Linked DNA regions of Mus musculus: region 2 is linked to region 1. Evidence: chromatin contacts called from public promoter capture Hi-C data. All regions are on one chromosome and are shown on one strand. Each heading gives the region's core, a stretch centred on a gene start, on an enhancer-like site or on the middle of the called end of the contact. The rest is flanking DNA. Distances are from core to core; before and after follow the strand shown. Region 1 holds the start of Ebag9 (estrogen receptor-binding fragment-associated gene 9). Region 2 holds the start of Utp23 (UTP23 small subunit processome component).

Region 1 (6,174 bases), core at 323-2,822:
GTCTTGGATTAGTGGTACACACCAGTAATCTCAGAATGCTGTAGAAGCTGAGGCAGGAGGGGCTTAAGTTTCAGGATTGCAAGAACCTTTCTCAAAGAAAATAAAGCACAATAAATAGTAATAAAAATATGGAGCAGATTGCAGTGAAGAGGGTGGGGGGTAGAATATTTCAGGTTACATGGATAGACGAATCATGGTGAGAGAACAAAGGCAGCTGAATCTTTAAAAAGGAATAGGAAGGAAAGGCTAGTTGAGGAAGAATTTGAAAAAACTGCTTTCAACTTTTCGATATATCATAAACACAAATATATGTACACACACACACACACACACACACTCCCTTGCCAGCCACTTCCTAATAGTAGCTTCTTAAGAATTCTTAGTCCAACAGAACAATAAACTCGGATTTTTACAAGCACACAAGATAGAAAAAGAAAAGAAAACATGAAAAGAATATGCTTGTGTACATACATACATACATATGTATGTATAAACGTAGAAGTGAAACTGTCTAGAAGAACAAGGATCTATCAGCGGTGGGAGGAAAAAAAGGGGGTAGGAGGTTGTATCTGTTCAAGTTACAATGTTTCCTTAAATGAAAGCATTTTTATGGAACAAAGTAACATGTACAATAAAAAATAAAAACCAAAAGTCAATCAAACAGCAGAAAAATATCCGATTGCAAGAGAGAACCCCAAAAAGACAAGAGCTGGGTAAAAAGGCTAGCCCCTGATGCAGGATATAAGGAGGGACCTAGAAGAATCACCCGCCTTACTTTCAGTTAAAAACTGGACTAAGATTTAAACAGAGCCAGATAAATTCTGAAAGAGACGTGTAAACGTCTCAGGTCCAGCAGTAATTGGGGTCTGTCCTAGTCACACCCAAATCATTTTGAGACAGAGAGGCTTCGCCAATGTTTCACAATCTAGATGCAGTTTCGCCTTGGCCCCATCTAGCAGACAGGTTTAAGGATGGAACAGGAGACTTGGTCACAGGCGAGACACTAATCTACAAAGGAGGAAAGGAAAACAACTTGGCAGGAGCCCAGTTGCTCCAGGACAAAAAAAAACCCAACACACTACTATTAACAAAAGGCCAAAGCAGTTGCACTGTCCCGACTAACCACGCCCCTATGCACTCATTGGCTTGCGACTTGCACGTCAATGACGTATCTATCCTCTATTGGGCCAGAAGTACGAGAGGCAGAGTGCGGAAGCCAGAGCCTGGAGACAGGGTCTGGGCGGGGAAACGGGCGGGGCCAGGGCGGAGCTAGGGCGGGGTCCGGGCGGGTTTTTGGAGAAGGGGCGGCCATGGCGGCTGCGCGGCGGCCACGGCGGCTGCGACGGAGCGCGCGCCCGGCTTTGAATGAGCGGAGCTGGGACTGAGCTGGCGGAGCGCGAGCTCGAGGCAGACAGCGGCTGTGCGCGCGCGCGCCTCGTGAGCGCGCGTGGCCCGCGGCAGCTCGGAGCCTCCGCCGGGCGGGCGGGGAGGGGGAGGGGCAGGTGAGTGTGTGCGGCCTGCGCGCGCCCGCGAGGGGCTTTTTCTCTACCCACCCGCCTCCTGACCCGGTCCGGCCTGCGGCTGGTGGCCGCGCTTCCCGGTCACCCTCTGGGTCGCCCCGTACTTCCTGCCCTCCCGCCTTTCTCTTCGGCCCTCTACCTCGACCTCCCACTCGCCGAGCCACCACTCTGGGGTACTGTTTCCGGGTCAGGGTGACCTGTGGGGAGAGCCGAGCGTGGCTTGGAACCGGCTCGTCCCTGTCCCCTCGCTATGCTGCGGTCCCGCACGGGCGTCCCGCCTGGGAGCTGCCGACCCGGAAAAACCCCACGTTCAGTCTTTCCCAAGGGCAATGTGCCGCCTTCCTGCCCTCCTCTACGGGCCTCGCACCTCTCGGGGCCGATCTGCCCAACATCCAAACCCCATCCCACCCGGCTCCCACCTTCAGCAGTTTAGAACGCCTCACATGCCGCCCGCCACCGGGCGTGGGATTGCGTAACCAGAAAGCTCGCGTGTGTGTTGTTTTGCTCATCTGTGCAGTGGGTATGATTTTTTTTTTTTCCGCCAGCAAGTTCTAGGTGGGTAATCTGAAAGTGAAAATTATTTTAGTTATGAGACTCACCGTTGAGTCATTCAGAAGATCTTAACCCACCTTGGTTAACTAACAGTCCCCGGGGTGTCAAATTCGAAGGCCTGATGGTACAGAATGTTCGGTTTTTACCACCAGCTTTCCAAAACTGCACTTCTGCTTTTGCTTACATGCCTCCGGTGTTGACCCTTCCTTGTCATGTTTGAGTTCAGGTAGATTTTTATTTGGGAGCTTTATGATATTTAACTTTAGCGAGTCACAGACCTAATTTGAGTATATTCTGTGCTTTCGTAGGTCGTGGGACTTTCAAGTAATTGTATAGACTTAGAAATGCAGGATTAGGACAGCATTTGATGACTCGTTTAATGAGTATCACCTGGCTTGGCTTAATGAATTATAGTTTAATTGATGTATACTCCAGGATCTGAAGAAATTGAGCACAAGGACAGATTGACCACGTCATGCAGGATTCTTTTTCTTTATGCCTTCCTCCCTTATAGGGAAATCTTTCTTAGTTGTCACAACAGAGCTCTTCTTCCTATTGTTTAATTGGAAATGCCATTTCTTCAAAATTATTTCTCTGGCATAAAGTTTCTGCATTTTCTTAGTCATTTTCGTTTTTAAAATTTGAGTATTTTGGTAGGTTATTTCAATATTGTCCAGTTCTAGAAAGCATTTTAAAACACCCAAATTGCAAAGTAGCTCCAAGTAAGTGTTTTCCTAATTGAGAATCTATAGGTGTTTTAGAAATCAGACTGTAGTGATATGTATAAAATTGAAATCGTTTGAAACAGAATCAGGGCCTTAGGATTCCCCTCCTCCAGCCACTGCTGATTTAACCTGTTTAAATTACTCAGACCATTTATAGGCCTTATCCATTATATAGGAATGGTGAAACTATTGAACTAAATTCTGAACATGTTAAGGGCCCAAGGAATGTTAAGTTTTTAATTTTTAATTCAAGAAATATTGGACCACCTAAATGCTGTCATTGGCTAAGATGTAGAGATAACAAACTAAACCACACTGGTGGGGTCCTGCCCTTCTAGGCTCTTTTTCCTTTGAATAAAAGCAAATGTAGAAAGAAACTCCAGATAGTGGTTGAGTAGCAGTGGGTGCCCCAGTGCAGGAAGTGTTTCCTGGTGTCAGTGCACATGTGTTACATAGGTGGTGCTAATCTATGTTCCTTCTACTGCGCTGTAGCATATGCCATATGCACAAGTCCTGAATTACACGTGTCTACAAATCCCTGTCATTGACAAAGTGCTGCTTTGGTAGTTTGCTTACATTTCCCACATTTAGTGAAACTGCTTAGAACTTAAATCTTCCTTGATTCCCAAGAATGTTCCTGACTAGGTTTTCATAGCTCTCAGATGAAATGGATGTAGGTTTGAATGCAAGCAGTTGTAGGAGCTTGAGAACTTGTGCTTACACCGCTGCTGTTACGTGAATGGACGGCATTAATATCTGTGGATGCAGTTAGCTACTGTTTAGATAGTGCTTGATTCATAATAGATGGTCAGTGAATTTTAGGATTCACTCATTACAGAAGCAGATTTATCACAGAATTCAGATATTGTTAATAGCTATGGTGGCATTCTGTTCTGTTATCAATAATAATCTGGCTTTCTGCTTTTCCACTTAAACTTGAAATTTTATTTCTACATTTTGTTGGAGCCATTCAAGGTGATAGGTACTGACTGAGTAATGACACTTAAGGATAGTTGAGAAGGGAATGGCAGTAGCTGCCAAGGCTCTGCATGAAATTTCATTCTTAGCCTAACACTAAACCCTCTGCACAGTCCCAAAATATTAAATGTGGTTTTTTTTTTTTTTTTTTTGTCAAAAAATCTTGCTGGAGTATCTCTTTGCCTGTATTTTCTTTTCCAGTGCTATATGCCATACATCTGTTAGCTACCTTTTATATTTTGTTTCTGAAAATTAATTATATTTTTAACAGTTTGTGCTGAATTTTAATAGTATATATTTGCATATACTGTACACAATATTGGTTTTCATTATATTTCATTTCCCCAGATAATGTAATTAGCTCACCTCCTTCCTCCCATTAGTGTTTCTTGTTCTCCGTCTGGTCCTTTTCTTGTCAAACAGTACCCTATTTTCATGTATTGTATTAGAAATCTAGCTTTTACAAATGAGGACAAAATACTGTCTTTACCTTTCTGACTCTAGCTTATTTTGTCCAACACTGTGGTCTTCAGTTCCATCCATTTTCCCATGGAGAGCATGCACGAATGCTATATTTACACTCTCCTTGGGAAAATTGCTTTTTGTTTTGTTGACAAATGAGCTTTAAATGAAGCCGTCAGTTATCATTCTACTTGTTTAGTTTATTCTACTTCTAGTGAGGAATCAGTCATTTCTTTCAAGTTTTACTTTGCAAATGGTAACTGAATATAAAGGGTTAAAAACCCTCTAGAGAAGTATTGTTTAGGGAAAGTACAGTATATAGATATTACTGTAGTATAAAATAGAAAATGTTAACCTTCTCAATAGAAAAACAATGGGATTAAGAAACTGTTCCTTTCAACATTATGAACTAACCAGTACCCCAGAGCTCTTGACTCTAGCTGCATATGTATCAAAAGATGGCCTAGTCGGCCATCACTGGAAAGAGAGGCCCATTGGACACGCAAACTTTATATGCCCCAATACAGGGGAACGCCAGGGCCAAAAAGGGGGAGTGGGTGGGTAGGGGAGTAACGGGGACGGTATGGGGGACTTTTGGGATAGCATTGGAAATGTAAATGAGGAAAATACCTAATTAAAAAAAAAGGAAGAAACTGTTCCTTTAGGAAGTAATAATAACATACCTAGCCAACACCATTGGTAGTGGGAAACAACCATGCTTTGAGAGAGTCAGCTTTGTTGCATTTTTGAAATCAAGTAAACCACCTTGGGGATGTATTTGTCAGAAATATTTATATTACTTGAAGAAGGAAATTGTTAATATGCTTTTGATTCAATTTTTTGTACCCTCTCAGAGCCCCCTTCTGCCTTAGACATTGAGTAAATCATTCAGTTTGGTTTGGGTTGAGTCTCTGCCTCACACATATGTAACAGATACGCAGTTTGATCTTTGTGTGGTCCTGAAAAACTGGAGGGCAGCATATCCCCAAAGTTGTTGCTTGTACGTGGATATGTTCTTCTAGCTGGGCTGCCTTGTCTGGCCTCGGTGGGAAAGGATGAGTGTAGCCTGGAAGAGGCTTGATTCACCAGGGTGGGGGAATACCCAGGGAGGCTCCCACCTGCTCAGAGAAGGGAGGGGGATGGAGGAAGCATTGTGGAAGTGTTGACTGGAAACAGGCAGTGAGCCTGATGTATAGTGAATAAGTAAGATAATAAAAAAAGAAAGATAGTCTTGATGTGTACAAAAATACAAGAGTATTGCTAAGGAACCTTGTGGAGCTTGCCATTGTAATTTTATAGTCTGTGTTCCGCTATTAACCCTAGAAACAGGAAGTACTTGCGTGCTTTTCTTCACAAGAAACTGCCAGTTAGTGACTACAGAGTGATCAAGGGCAGGGACCATGACAGTTAGTGTGGGGTTGTTTATTTGTTTGTTTGTTTTGTTTTTTAATTTCTTGTTTTCTTTCTTTTCTTTACTGTTTGGTAGTGTGTTGAACTTTTATATAATATATAAACTATATATATAAACTACATATAAACTATATATAAACAAAGCAAATAGTATCGCTACCACTGAGGATGAGGAATAGAGCTCAGTTTCCTAATGTGTTTATACTTCCTCTCCCATCATTACAGGTTATTACTACTTTCTACTGTTTAATTTTCAACCTGCTTCATTTAGTTGAGAATACTGCGCTATGACCTCTTTTTAAAAACTGGGAAATTACTGTTGCTGGCGGTTTGTCCTTCTCCCTCAGATCTGCTAAAGGACTTGCTCAGTGTAGGCCCAAGCATCAGTATTTCTTTGAGCAGATCACCAGATTTGCAAATGTGAACTAGATGGGGTTTCTCATTTCTTTGAACTTACTAGCTATGCTTTGAACATGGTCATTTTCCTTAGTTCAGTTTCTTCGTTTGTAAAATAGGCATAATGGAAA
Region 2 (6,623 bases), core at 2,902-5,401, 7.3 Mb after region 1:
ACAGATCTCTGTGAGCTCACAGTCAGCCTGGTCTACTAGCAGGTTTCAGGCCAAACATGGTGAGAATGAGGCCCTGTTAAAAAAAAAAAAAAAAAAAAAAAAAAAAAAAAGGAAAGAACACAAAGTCTGTAGGCTTTGGTTGTATCCATATTTTGGTCTGTTCTGGGTTTCTTATCTGTGGTGAGTAGATATGTGCTGTATCTCCCCAGGGAAAATTTTGTCATACAATGGGAGTTAACATAGTATATTTATTGTTCTATTTGTTATGGCTGACATGGGTAAGTTTTTAATTTGAAATTAGGAACTATTTTAAAATGCATCACCTTTATATTTAATCTTAATAACACCTTCAGACAGGTAGGAAATTCCACAGTCAGGTAGCCCACATGGATTCTATACTACAGAATGAAATATATCTGAATATTTCTATCTCTCTATTCAGTGAAGAGCTTAGCAGGACCTTACTATGTTACAGTTTACTTAACTTGTTTTAAAATGCAATTTATTTAGCTAAAGTGTTTATTTAGATAGAATTTCAGGCATAATTTGGGAGAAAAGTAATATTCTTTTTGAGTTAATGCCACATTGAGAAAAATTTATAAATATTTAAATATGAATACAAGGAAGATGATATTACAATAGATACGTTACATGTACCCCTTGTTGTCCATGAAATTAAATAAAATTATACCAACATTCATGAGTGAAACAAAATAACCTTTATGAACTGAACTTAATATTTACCTATTTAATTCCATTTAGACCATGAATTTTTCATGAAATAGTCCTATTCGGGTATTAGTCACACCTTCCAAGAATAAATCATTCTCATGTCACCTTGGCTTCATCAAACTTTTATGAAGAAAAAAACCTCCAAGACCGTGTACCATAACGTCACATTATAAATTATATTTGATCCAGACACAATAATGACTATTAAGAGTATTTTAAAAGTAAAGAAAAATAAACCAATTTTCCATCCACCTCGGCTGAATGGAAATGTCTGGCATAGAAAGGACCCAGTCCCAGAATCCCAGTCAAAGCCAGTGGATAGCAATGATAAGGCTTCATTGTTTTTGCCACTTTTAAATCATGTTTTTCAAAGACTATTGTAGTTTTAAAATGACATCACAATATTTCTTCAAAAGAATTAATTTTTTTATTTTTTAAATTATCAAACTTATATCCTAATACTTCATTGAATAATGGCATTCTTGAGCTTCTGTCTTGGCTGTAACCACATATTGACTTGCCATTAATACTAGGTCATTTGGCATCTGTGCAAAAATACTTTTGGTGGACCGCTTAATGAAAATATTATATTGGATAAACAGTAGTGTTTTCCTGCAAAAGTTGGATCAGGAACACTAAGAGCACAAAATGACTCGGAGAAATTTTCATAATAAATGTGCCTTTCTGTCTGAATACTACCTACCTGGTAGTCACTTAGGAGGTAGCTGGACATTGAAAGCAAAAATCTCATCTTACACAGAGGCATTGAGAAGAGACCTCCACAGAAGTCTTACTCCAGTGTTAGCTGCTTTGTTTTATTGGTGCTGCCAGTTTCCTACTGTGATTAATTTATGACTTAAAATTTATCACGGGCCTGTATATGTCAGAAAAAACACAGCCTATGTAGAGTTCATTACTATGCATATTTCAGGTGCCACCTGGGAGAGTCTCAGAACTTCAAGCTGCTATAGAAATGGCTATCTTAAGCAAGCGCCCTAAGGCTTTCCCTACATACCCAGGGACAATGTTTTGTTTTGGTTTTTAAGTCAATAGAAAATGATTCCAAACTTGATGATCACTGTTACAAGGCTCTCTTGTACTTGGTAAGAAGGATAAGTGTGCAAATTGGCAGTCAAACATAGAACTTGGAAAAGACTATGATGTAGTTCCGCAAATTAAAATAAAAAACAATAACAACAACAACAAAACACCCTAGAATATGATTCAAATTTTTAGTGGCATCCCATATCTTTTTAGAACTAAAAAGTGACTAGAAGTTAGATCTAGGTAGAAAGAAAGTCTTTTTTTTTTGTTTTTTGTTTTTAAAGCTTTTAATTGTTTTACGAGGTTGGGATGATATTTCTTTGTCATGAGAGTCCATTCAGGGCAGAGAGTGTGCATACAGGGATAAAGGAAGGATTAAAGTAGAAAATACTGACAATTATGCTTAAGGACTATGAAACCAGCCCTTCTACAGCATCTCATGATTTCAAACCCCTAATTTTATTTTCCATTAAATGAAAGCAGCCATCTCATGGTAGTACTGGGTTTCAGGTCAGGACTGACTTTATAGAGTACCTTAGTTCAATTCCATAAACCTATAAATTGAAATAAAGGGCCAAATGCAAGCAATACATTTCAATCACATTATAAGTCATTAAAAAAAAAAAGTTCCTTCAATCTTTGGCCAAATTGGCCAAGACTAGATCTGGGACAGATTCCAGCCAGAGACAAAAATGCAAACTCCATACTCTCCAGTCTTTGATTCTTTTACCTTAGAGTGGATACCCTACACAGTTAATCAAATTTGAAAACTCCTTATTCATTGTCTTCATTTAACTAAATTGGTTAAGTAACTTCGAAAGTATTTAAATTAGGGGTGTGTGTGTGTGTGTGTGTGTGTGTGTGTGTGTGTCTTTCAATTTTAACCCAGTATGTATTTTTCCTATGTTAGAAACTCCGGACAGAAAAACGTCTATGAAATTGAGATCAGGCCTCCAACTCAACAAACTTTCGGGAAATGAAACTCTTGGAAATTCTCCTAAAACACTGAGGCACTCAGGCTTGGCTTTGGGATGAGAAGATACAAATAATGGCTCTGTAACTGGCCCAGCAGAACTTGAAGATATTCTTTCGTGTCCCTCAAATTGAAACAACTGACCCTAAGAAATGGCAATTTCATGCTGGAAGAAGGAAAAGACGCAGAGCCTGACACCAAGAGGGAATTTAATTTGTCTTCTGGGAAAGAGATTTCCCAGTCTTAATGCCTTCTTAGAACACCTTCCAGGGTAGGACCAAAGTCTTAAAAAATGATGGACAGTGCCACATATTAACCAAGGTTGGTTAGAATTCAGCATTTCTCAACCTGTGGGTCCTGAGCCCTTGAGGTTCAAAAGACTCTTTCACAGGGTCTCCTAATACCATCAGAAAACGCAGATATTGGCATTATGAATCATAGCAGCAACAATGTTACAGTTATGAAGTAGCAATGAAATTGATTTTATGATTGACACACACCACACTTGAGGAAATATATTAAAGGGCTATATTAGGCAGGTTGAGAACCAATGAGTTAGATATTCATGTCCCTGGCTACCTATGTACACTTTAATTTCACTTCAGGACCTCAGAGATTGACTGTCATAATGACTGGCACCTCCGTTTGGCCACACTATGGAAATCCTTTTTTTAAATATTAATTTGGCTGTTTAGTTTATTTGTTTTCCAAGAGAAGATCTCAATGTGTAACTCTGGCTGCTTTGGAACTCACTATGAAGATCAGGCTGTCCTGGAACTCAGAAACCTTCTTGCCTCTGCCTCCTGGGATTAAAGATGTGTACGCCACCACAACCAGCAAATTTATGTCAATTGGGTTCTCCAGGATGAGTTAGAGACTGTGCTGTCAATTTGGGTAACACCTTTTTACCATAGAATCAGTTCATTCGTAAGGTGTTGTAAAATACCCGTGAACATCAAGGAGTCAGTGTGAGCTCCAGACGCTTAGGAACCACGTGCCCTTTGCTTCCTTGAAGACCAGCAAAACCTCCCAAGTTAAGGTCGTCCAACCTTGGCTCATTTTCTTCACTTGGAAACTAAAAACATTCTTGGGAATGATACATAGTGAATGGCAAGTTACAAAGTGCCTGGGTCAATGGTACCATAATTAGTTATTTTCATATTACTAGTCTTTTAGAGACTTCCTAAGTGTCAGGCAAAGAGCTACACAAAGCAAGGACTATTAGTCCAGCTCGCGAGTGTGCATGTGCCAACCTGCGCCAATTTGCGCACTCCGAGGCTCCTCTGCACAGAAAGCTCCGCCCCCTAAAGCTCGCGCTAGGAAGTGGGAGTGGTCGTTCCTTTGCGAACTACAGAATCCGAGAGGCGGGCTGTGGAAATAAGGGAGTGTACTTCCGGGTCGAAGGGGCTTCGTTCCGGGAAATACAAATTTCTAGGAGTGCGGAAGTGAGGCTGGTGCCGGTGAGTCCGGTGGCTTAAACAGGCATGAAGATCACCAGGCAGAAACACGCCAAGAAGCATCTCGGCTTTTTCCGCAACAATTTCGGAGTCCGCGAGCCCTACCAGATCCTTCTGGATGGCACTTTCTGCCAGGCGGCGCTGCGGGGTCGCATCCAGCTGCGGGACCAGCTGCCCCGCTACCTTATGGGAGAGACCCAGCTGTGCACCACGAGGTGGGTCTGCGGGGCGGGGTCGCGGGTGTGGCCCAGAGTTCTCCACGGTGCCAACCAAGTCGGTTACCTTGGGCCGCGACTGACCGAAAAGTCAGGCAGATGGTACTGTGCCTTGTGAATATTCAGTTATTTCTGAGAAAAATCAGAACAGGTAACATGTGGACCTGACTTGGACTTCTGGTTCCAATTAAAACCAGCTGTGTGGTCTCAGGCAAGAAATGGTGTAGCTGTAGAGAGCATAACTTCTTCAAAGTTGATATAAAGTCACGTGAGGTATCATTTACATTGGACATTTCTCAACATCCAAAAGCTAACACCCATTCTGTGGCGGTTGTTACTTATAACCCAAAGGTTTTCAAGCCTTCCAACTGCCAGTGAGGTTTTATCTTCAATTCCTAGGAAAAGAAGTCAAGGCTGGAGATATTAAAAACTTTACCCAAGGCCATTTTTAAAGTACCAACCAAATGGCAATCACTGCTCCAGACCCTGAGGACACCTTAGTGGGCAAGACGAAGGCCTAGCCTTAGCCTTCATGGGCTGTAAAGTCAACTCCTGATGGCTGTTTTTCACTCCACATCTGTGCCTCCTCACTTCATGTAAGAGAGCACACCTAGGGTAGCACACCCGGGAGCAGGAGTGTGTGAGAGGGGTGGGCGTGGGGGGTGCGGGTGGGGGTTATTTTAAAAGGTCTCATAGAATCGATGTTCGACCCCCTCTGAGGCTTGTTTAGAACTGAGGAGGAAATGTCTGTTTTCAATGATAGAAATAGTAATGTTATTGTTTTAGAGAACTTTTGAACAAATAGAATTGGTTGATGCCTGAACCATATTTAATTTTGGGACTTGAAGATATATATTATATCTAATATTATGGGACATGAAAATAGGGAAAAGGTAAACTGAAGCTAGACCATGAATAAGAATTTTAGTAGTTTTTGTGGAATATTTATTTAAGTAAATAAATTGAGTTCAACTACAGCTTACAAATAGCCAGTTAAGGTGTTCTTTATACATTTGTCCGAGTCAAGCCGTGACGTGTGCTGTTCATGTTCTACTTTGCAGTAAACAGCCTTCCACATTTAGAATTTCTTAAGTAATGCTCTTTCCGAGTTGCAGATAACCTCAAAGTTTTAATCTCAGGCTGGAAAGATGGCTCAGTTGTTAAGCATGCTTCCTGCCCTTCCAGAGGACCTGAGATGGTTCCTAGCATCACTGTCAGGGGTCTCACAACTGCTTGTAACTCCAGCTCCAGGGGCTCCAACACCCTCTTCTGGCCTCTACAGCTAACCACCCACATATACATAAAAAAAATTTTTTTTTTTTTTGGAGTCTAGGTGATGGTTTCAAAACAGGGTTTCCCTGTGTATCCCTGGCTGCCCTGGAACTCACTTTGTATATCAGGATGGCCTTGAACTCAGAGATTCTCCTGCCTCTGCCTTCTGAAATCTGGGATTAAAGGTGTGTGGCACCACCATCACCCAGCCCAACACACACAAACTTTTAAATATGATCCCTTTAGCCTTAGGAGCTGCCTGTACAGCTTTTAACAGCCTCTGTCCCTGGATTAGCTGCTTCTGAATGTAAGTAGTTTGTTTCCTCCCACGTGCCATACCAATACTAACAGTCCCGTGCTGTGATACAACCAGGCGGGAAGTACTACATGTACATGTCATAGTTCCCCAAGGACTTCAACTACGGAGTCACTCAAGGGAGGTTACACCTGTGATACAAATACTCTGCAAGGCTGAGTCAGGAGGAGTACCATGAGTTTGAAGAAGGCCTGGCAAGAGCCATTCTCAAGGAGGAAGAAGAGAAAGGACAACAACCACTTAACTTTGGGAATTTTTGTTTTTTTTGTGGTTTGGGATTTTGTTTGTTTAGTTGGTTGGTTTTTTGTTGTTGTTGTTTTGGTTTTTTGTTTGTTTGTTTTATACAAGATTTCTCTGTGTAGCCCTGGCTGTTCTGAAACATGCTCTATAGACCAGGCTGGCCTCAAACTCAGAGATCACCTGCCTCTGCTTCTTTCTGCTTCTGCCCCTCTGCCCCTCTGCCCCTCTCTCTGCCTCTGCCTCCCAGGTGCTGAGATTAAAGGTGTGCACAACCACCACCCAGCTACTTTGGGAATTTGTCAACCAACACAAGATTGAAGACCCTGATACCCAGCATTTGCTGGTCCCAGAAAGCCCATTCTTGTTGTCCCCGT

What was found. Promoter capture Hi-C pulls out the DNA fragments that hold promoters and counts their contacts.
Region 2: a promoter capture Hi-C map of pre-B cells shows a contact between it and region 1, with 5 times the contacts expected there. The contact joins the promoter of Utp23 here to the promoter of Ebag9 in region 1. A contact is called at or near these places in 1 of 39 promoter capture datasets (pre-B cells) and 2 of 484 Hi-C or Micro-C datasets (CD4 T cells and pre-B cells).

The regions. Positions count from the first base shown.
Region 1 is chr15:44,617,868-44,624,041 of GRCm38.p6, forward strand. It overlaps Ebag9 (estrogen receptor-binding fragment-associated gene 9), which reads left to right and starts at 1,573. Exons shown (of 7, transcript NM_001357691.1): 1 at 1,573-2,040.
Region 2 is chr15:51,873,290-51,879,912 of GRCm38.p6, forward strand. Utp23 (UTP23 small subunit processome component) reads left to right here and starts at 4,152. Exons shown (of 3, transcript NM_030132.5): 1 at 4,152-4,421. The coding sequence starts at 4,234.